Regions from separate parts of the Mus musculus genome. Here region 2 is linked to region 1. Evidence: chromatin contacts called from public HiChIP or PLAC-seq data. All regions are on one chromosome and are shown on one strand. Each heading gives the region's core, a stretch centred on a gene start, on an enhancer-like site or on the middle of the called end of the contact. The rest is flanking DNA. Distances are from core to core; before and after follow the strand shown.

Evidence for each region. HiChIP or PLAC-seq counts read pairs in DNA pulled down with a chosen protein or histone mark.
Region 2: an H3K4me3 HiChIP or PLAC-seq map of craniofacial prominence shows a contact between it and region 1, with 4 times the contacts expected there. The contact joins two enhancer-like sites. A contact is called at or near these places in 2 of 39 promoter capture datasets (cranial neural crest and maxillary cranial neural crest), 10 of 115 datasets of contacts at active chromatin or transcription factors (the 230-238 cell line, bone marrow-derived macrophages, craniofacial prominence and 4 more) and 3 of 9 other capture datasets (adipose tissue, liver and pancreatic islet).

The regions. Positions count from the first base shown.
Region 1 is chr5:115,213,060-115,216,718 of GRCm38.p6, reverse strand. No RefSeq gene overlaps it. Among named protein-coding and RNA genes, the nearest start is that of Cabp1, 21 kb to the right of the region's middle. Within about 2 kb of position 1,583, at least 74 of the 459 cell types and tissues checked have an H3K27ac peak or open chromatin away from gene starts, as enhancers often do. A contact at or near this core is called in craniofacial prominence, where this site is marked.
Region 2 is chr5:115,474,379-115,477,706 of GRCm38.p6, reverse strand. Pla2g1b (phospholipase A2, group IB, pancreas) reads right to left here. Exons shown (of 4, transcript NM_011107.2): 4 at 2,985-3,198. The coding sequence ends at 3,080. Among named protein-coding and RNA genes, the nearest start is that of Gm42007, 8.4 kb to the left of the region's middle. Within about 2 kb of position 1,781, at least 136 of the 459 cell types and tissues checked have an H3K27ac peak or open chromatin away from gene starts, as enhancers often do. A contact at or near this core is called in craniofacial prominence, where this site is marked.

The DNA.
Region 1 (3,659 bases), core at 334-2,833:
AGTCTCACTATATAGTAGGGCTGGCTTTGAACTCCTGATCCTTCTGCCTTAGTCTTCCAAGTGCTGGGATTGCAGGCATGTGCCACTACACCTGGTAAAAACATGCTTTTGAGGTTCGTCTGCATTTTACCGTCTATAGGCATCCATTCCTTCTTATCCCTGAATACGACTTGATCACTGTATGGGTGTGCCTGAAGATATTTACCCTCTGTGTAGGCATTCTACGTTGTTGGTAGGATCTGGTGGTTTTAATTTGTGCTTTGACGTCGAGACATTTGAGCATCTTTGCATTTTTATTATTGGCCACTTGCGTATTTTCTTTTGTGAGAATTACTTTGCTTTTATTAAAATTCTTAACTGACTGTTTGACATCCTCACTTATCTAATGTGTGTCAATTCTAGCTACTCGGTACTGCCCCCTCCCACTACTTCAGAATACCCAATACAGCCCCTTTCCAACCCAACTTTACATCTGGATCTAGCCTGCCTTCCTTCCTTCCTTTTTTCCTTCCTTCCTTCCTTCTCCCCTTTTTTATAACCACCGGTCCAATTTATTTGCCACCGCCCCGTGTTGTACTGGTGATCGAACCCAGGCCTTGCCAAATAATCTTGTAAGCATGTGTTGGAAGCTCTCCTCTGACCCCCAGATACAGCCGTAAGCACGACTCTGCGTGGGGTCCCCATGCGCCAAGTGCTTCTTTGGCTCTAGAAGGAGAGCAGGCCTAGTGTATTCTTAGAAAAACAATTGGGGCTTTGTCCACCTCCGGATTCCTGCTCAAGCCCGGGTCTTGGGAGACCCTGGCTCATTATCTCTGGAACCTCAGTGTCAGTTGAATAGATGGGGCTCAATCTGGGAGGGCTTTGCGGAAGAAGCGGCTTCTGTGTGGAGCAGCTCCTGGTGCTCGCTCTATCCTGTAGGATAGTCCGGGTTTGCCATCTCAAGCGTATAAGCATGTTGACACCCTCTGACTCTGCTCAGCAGCCAAATGGGTGGGGGTGACGAGGACAAGCCTGGTGGGAGGGGGGACGAGGAGAGTTTGAACTTGAACCCCGACCCGCACACAAATACCTTCTGCCCCTCAGAGCCTGGCTATGGATTGGGGCTCGGTCTTTCTATTCCCTTTGCCCTTTGCCCGGCTCCTCTCTTTCTTGAGGACATCTGTATGGGATAGTGATGGGATGACAGAGAAGCTAGCCCAGCCTGGGCTTACTTGGGATCACTAGATAGCATGCAAAAGATGCTCCCGCAGGGAGCAACCCTGCAAACCCCCTGAGCCCCCCCCCCTCCACCCTCCGCGCCCCTGTAGTTGGGACTGAGCCGGAATCTGTGGGGAAAGGAGCGGGATTTCGGCTAAATATAAACCAGGCTGTTCCAGAATCCAAATAGAACAAAGGAGCAGGGTGCTAAGTTGATTTTTATAAATAAAGAGAGAGGGAGTGAGAGAATATTTTTTCGAGATGTTTAATAAAATCGCCTTGTGAAGAGTCAGGAAAATCACTGGGCTGCGGTGGGAGGGTTCGGAGGAAGACAGGAGGGAGGAGAGAGTGGGGGATGGGGCTTCCTGGCTGCTGGGATCGGTCCCTTTCCTGCCATCCGGGAATGGTGGTGGTGAAGACTGGGCGGAGAGGTAAGGGGAGAGCCAGGAGGGTCCCCGAAGGAGGAGAGCAGGGAGCGTTGCCAGACCTAACGGTTACTGTATCCTGAGCGTCGGCTGGATGCTCTCTGCTTGGTCCCCTGCCGCATCCGGAGCTGTGTGCTGTAACCCCGGCCATGCTCTGACTTCGCCTCTTCCCTCTCTGCTCTTGGCAGCGCGGCTCCCTGCACCAAACTCACTCAGCCAGGACTCAGAATAAATGGCACTTTCTCTTTTGTTGTTTTTTTGGTTTTGTTTTTTTTTGTTTGTTTGTTTGTTTGTTTTTTGGGTTTTGGGTTTTTTTGTTGTTGTTGTTGTTGTTGTTGTTTTTGTTTTTGTTTTTTTTTTTGAGCAAAAGCCTCTCTCTATGTAGCCCTGGCTATCCTAGAACTCGCCATAAAGACCAGGCTGGCCTCAAATCCACAGAGATCCAGCCACTTCTGCCTCAGTATCTTCTGCCTCAGTATGCCGGGATTGAAGGTGTACACCACCATGCCCTGCCTGGAATGTCACTTTCTTTCTGATCACCCTATTCAAAAAGAAACCACCTCTCTCCTCTGAAGTGTGGATCACATTCCCTTGTTCCGTGACTTTTGGTTAACCCTTCGGAAATTACTTGCTTGCTTACTATGTCTGTGCACACCCCACAACCCCCCCACCAAAATAAAAGTTCCCCAAAGACAGAGGCTGTAGTCACCTACTACATAGTGCTGGGTCCTGTGGAACATAAGAGAGATTACTTAGTATTTAGAGAGACCAAGGGTCTAGCCCAAGGTCACACAGGAAATGACAGATCCAGGTAAGAACCCAAGTTTGTCAGGCAACCTGAATGCATGGCCTGTCATACCATGGGAGGAATTTTAAGGGGCTCCATGAGCAACCCTGGAACAGCAAAGGGTGTAGGGACCAGGGAGGCCAAAATCTTACCTAAACATTTCTCCTTAAATAATATACACGGGGCAGGCTGGGTGGCACACAACCTTAATCCCAGCACTCAGGAGTCAGAAGCAGGCAGATCTCTGTGAGTTGGAGGCCAGCCTGGTCTACACAGGGAGTTCCAGGACAGCCAGGGCTGCATAGAGAGACACTCTGTCTAGAAAGAAAGAAAGAAAGAAAGAAAGAAAGAAAGAAAGAAAGAAAGAAAGAAAGAAAGAAAGAAAGAGAAAGAAAAAGAGAGAAAGAAAGAAAGAAAGAAAGAAAGAAAGAAAGAAAGAAAGAAAGAAAGAGGAAGAAGGAAGGAAGGAAAAAAGAGAAAAAAGGGAAGAAAAAGAAAGGAAGAAGAAAGAGAAAGAAAGAAGGAAAGAAAGAAAAAGAAAGAAGGAAGGGAAGGAAGGAAGTAAGGAAGGAAGGAAGGAAGGAAGAAAGAAAGAAAGAAAGAAAGAAAGAAAGAAAGAAAGAAAGGAAGGAAGAAAGAAAGAAGAGAGAGAGAACAAACATGCATGATCAAGAGGGGGCTCGGCAGGTAAAGCCACTGCTACCACATCTAAGGATCTGAGGCAGGTCCTTGGGACGCCACGCGTGGAGAGAACACACTCCTGCCAGCTGTCCTCTGACCTCCATGTGCACCCTGGGCACGCACACCCCACTCTCATGAATAATGAACACAGTTTAATAAGAGGAAGACAGCAGTGCACCAGATAGAGAGATGGGGGCTGGAGAGATGGTGAATCAGCTTCCAGAGCTTCTGCAGAAGGCTCCAGTTCGGTTCCCAGCACCCACCCGGCACCTCAGGACCCCAGTTCCAGGGGAATGACGCTGCCACCCCTGGCCTCTGAGGGCATCTGCGTTCACCTAGACATGCACAGACACACTTGTACACATCATAAACATAAACCTAAAAATGTAAAGAAACGATAAGCTTTTTTTTTTTTTTTTTTTTTGATTTGAGACAAGGTCTCACCATGTGCCTTAAACTCCAGATTCTGTCTGCTAAGCACTGGGATTAAAGGCGTGAGGTAGTGTGCCTGAATTAGTCATCTTTATGAGCAGGCTGGGGGTGTAGCTCAGTTGGTAAAGTGCTTGCCT
Region 2 (3,328 bases), core at 532-3,031, 260 kb before region 1:
GCCTCGGCAGCAATCTCAGCTCTTGAGTGGCCGAATGAACATGTTGGGAACTGTACTCTGAGAGAGTAGGCAGGGCTCTTAACTGCTAGGCCATCTCTCCAGCCTGCCTTTGCCTCTTGGGATTAAAGGCATGCACTACCCCATCCAACCTTTTTTTTTTTTTTTTTAGATCTGTTTATATGCATTTTAGTATATAGGTACTTTGTCTGTACATGTGAAGACCAGAAGAGAGTATCAGATCTCATTGTAGATGGTGAGCTGTCATGTGGTGCTGGGAATTGAACTCAGGACCTCTGAAAGAGCAGCCAATGAGTGCTCTCCGCCACTGAGCCATCTCTCCAGACCCTTCGTTTTCTTTTTATATACTTTAGTTAAAAACAAATCACAACCAGGTGGTGGCAGTGCAGACCTTTAATCCCAGCACTCAGGAGGCAGAGACAGGCGGATCTCCGAGTTCGAGGCCAGCCTGGTCTACAGAGTGAGTTTCAGGATAGCCAGGGCAGAGAGATCCTGTCTCAAAAAACAAACAAAACAAAACCAAGTCACAAACGTTAAAGAGCCAAGACAAACTAAAACTAAGACCCATCCTTAGGAAAATATTCAACATCATTTACAACACACTTAGGAAGCATATTATGACCTACTTCCTCACATCCCAGCCCCACAAGTCCATGATATATATATAATATATATGTTAAATATATATTATATATAGTAATAGGTACTATTATTTCTTTTGAAAGATGACATTACTCGAGGGCAGGTGTCTCTCTGTGTGTAGCTTACTGTTAACAGCCTTCCTAGCATGTGTGGAGCCATAAGTTCAATCAACAGCATCAAAAAAAAAAAAAAAAAAAAAAGAAAAAGAAAAAAAGAAAGAAAGAAAAAAAAGAAGAGAAAGAAAAAACGTGAAAAGCAAGTATCCTGAAAGTATCCTGAAACATGGTCCTAGTTTGCTTTGTGCTGCTGTGCTAAACACCATGACCAAAAGCAACTTGGGGAGAAATGGTTTATTTCATTTTATAGATTACAACCCATCACTGAGGCAAGCCCAAGAGGAGCTTGAAGCAGAAGCGTCCCAAGTGCTGGGATTAAAGGCGTGCTCCACCACCACCCGGCTGGAGGAATGCTTTCTTATGCAGCCCACACCCACCTACCTAGGGATGACACCGCCCACAGTGGGCTGGACCCTCCTTCATCCATCAAGAAAATGCTCTGCAGACATGCCTACAGGACAATACAACAGGGACAATCCTTTCCAGGTTTTCCCTTCCCAGATGTGTGTCAAAGGGGCTCAACAGTTAAGAGCACTTTCGCTCTTCCAGAGGACCAGGGTTCAATTCTCTGAACCCACACAGTGGCTGGTGAACAATGCCTCCTGGCCCAAAGCCCTCTCGCCTTTGCCTGTGCGGTCAGGCATCTGTCACGCAGCCCACTAGCACTACAGCACCTCCTTTCTCCCATTTCTCACCCTTACCAGGATAGAAACCATGTGGGGTTTCATGTTCAAACTTCTACCCCCTTCCAGCTGGATTCTGGACAGCAATTACGAGCTACTACCGGGGTCACGGATCACAGTGCCTGCGCAGGTGGCCTGGCCTGACCTTTGGGAAGGGAGGGGTGGATAACTAAAGTGAGAGAGAGAGAGAGAGAGAGAGAGAGAGAGAGAGCGCGCGAGAGAGACAGAGGAGGTTGGGGGGGAGGGAGGTGAAGGGGAGGGGCAATCAAGAACCACGTGTCCTCACAGCAGCCAATCAGACACCTGACTCCGAAATCCGTTGACTGGGGAACCAGGGATTAACCAGGTTGTGCGCACGGGACAGGGGAGACAGGGACAGAGATTAACCAGGCTGTGCGCAGGTCTAGACGATCTGGTGTTTTGTATGTCAGGCTGGCTTCTAATTCACTCTGTAGCTAAGGGGACCCGAAGCTCCTGATCCTCCTGCCCCCACCTTCTGGGTGCTGGGTACATTACAGGCATGCGCCCATGCCCAGGTTTATTAGCTATTGGGAGTCGAACCCAGGGCCTCCTGCATCCTAGGCCAGCACACTGTCACCTGAGCTGTGTTCTCCGTTCTCTTTTGTTTCAATCACGTGAAAGAACTATGGGAACAAACGCCTGACTGCCTATTTTTCTGCCATACACTAAGCTTCCAGCTTCTTTCCGCAGGGCCTTCACAGTTCTTTGAGGATTAGGGTTGCTACTCTGAGCCTCGACGCTCAGCAGGGGTTTCCAAAGAACCCTGGGAGCCAGAGATTCAAAGGTGGCTAAGCTGCCTCACTCTGCCTCCTTAGGGTTCACAAGCTCGGGAGACTTCCGAAGATTGAGGTTCTAAGCTTAGCCTGTCACCTGGAAACGAGTGACTGGGTTACATAGTGAGTCCCAGGAATACACGGTAAAACCCTGTCTCAAAAAATTATCATACATAATGAGTTCCAGGCCAACCGGGCTATCTCAAAGAAGGAAAAACAAAAACAAACAAATAAAAAGACTGGGTTGAGATTATTGCAAATAGAAGCAGAAGGATGAGCTCAGATGAAAACTGGTTCAAACAAATCAGAGCCGGCTTCCCATCCTACTATCGGACCGGGTCTCAGCTTAGAAAAACAAGATTCCTCATAGTCGCCATACAGCAGACGATCGAGACCTTAGAGAGGCACAGGCTGTGTGCAGGGTAATCCATTGATCGTGATTGCAAACCAGCAGCCACTTTTCTTATTCTTTTGTTCCAAGACAGTTGGTTATTCCTGAAACTCACCCTGTAGACCAGGCTGGCCTCAAACTCACAGAAACCTGCCTACCTCTGCCTCCTGTGTGCCGGGATGAAAGGTGTGCACTACCATCACCCGGATTATCGTCCATTCTAGGAGGCGCTTGATTCCTGGAAATGTTCTCTTTCATCTTGCGTTTCCAAGGCTAGACGGAATGCTTTCCTCTGAGGATCTAGCCCTGCTCGGTGGACAGAGATAACAATCACCAAAACCAGGCTCTGACAGCAGGTACTTTATTAGAGGGCGCAGGGTGAAATAAGACAGCAAGGTGGGCGGGGTCGGCGTGGGCAGGAAGTGAGGTGACAGGCTAACAGAATTTCCCGGTGTCAAGGTTTTTGTATTCCTTGTTGTACGGGACCTTGGAGAAGCAGATGGCGGCCTCACGGTCACAGTTGCAGATGAAGTCCTCGCATTTGTTGTTTTTGGCTAGAGAGAAACAAGAACAGAGAATCGAATCGAGTGGAGCCCAGGACGCCACATGACAGAATGGAAAGAACCTGGTGACCATTCCGTGGGTTGCAGATGTAGGGTTGAGAGACAGAAGCAAAACGAAAGT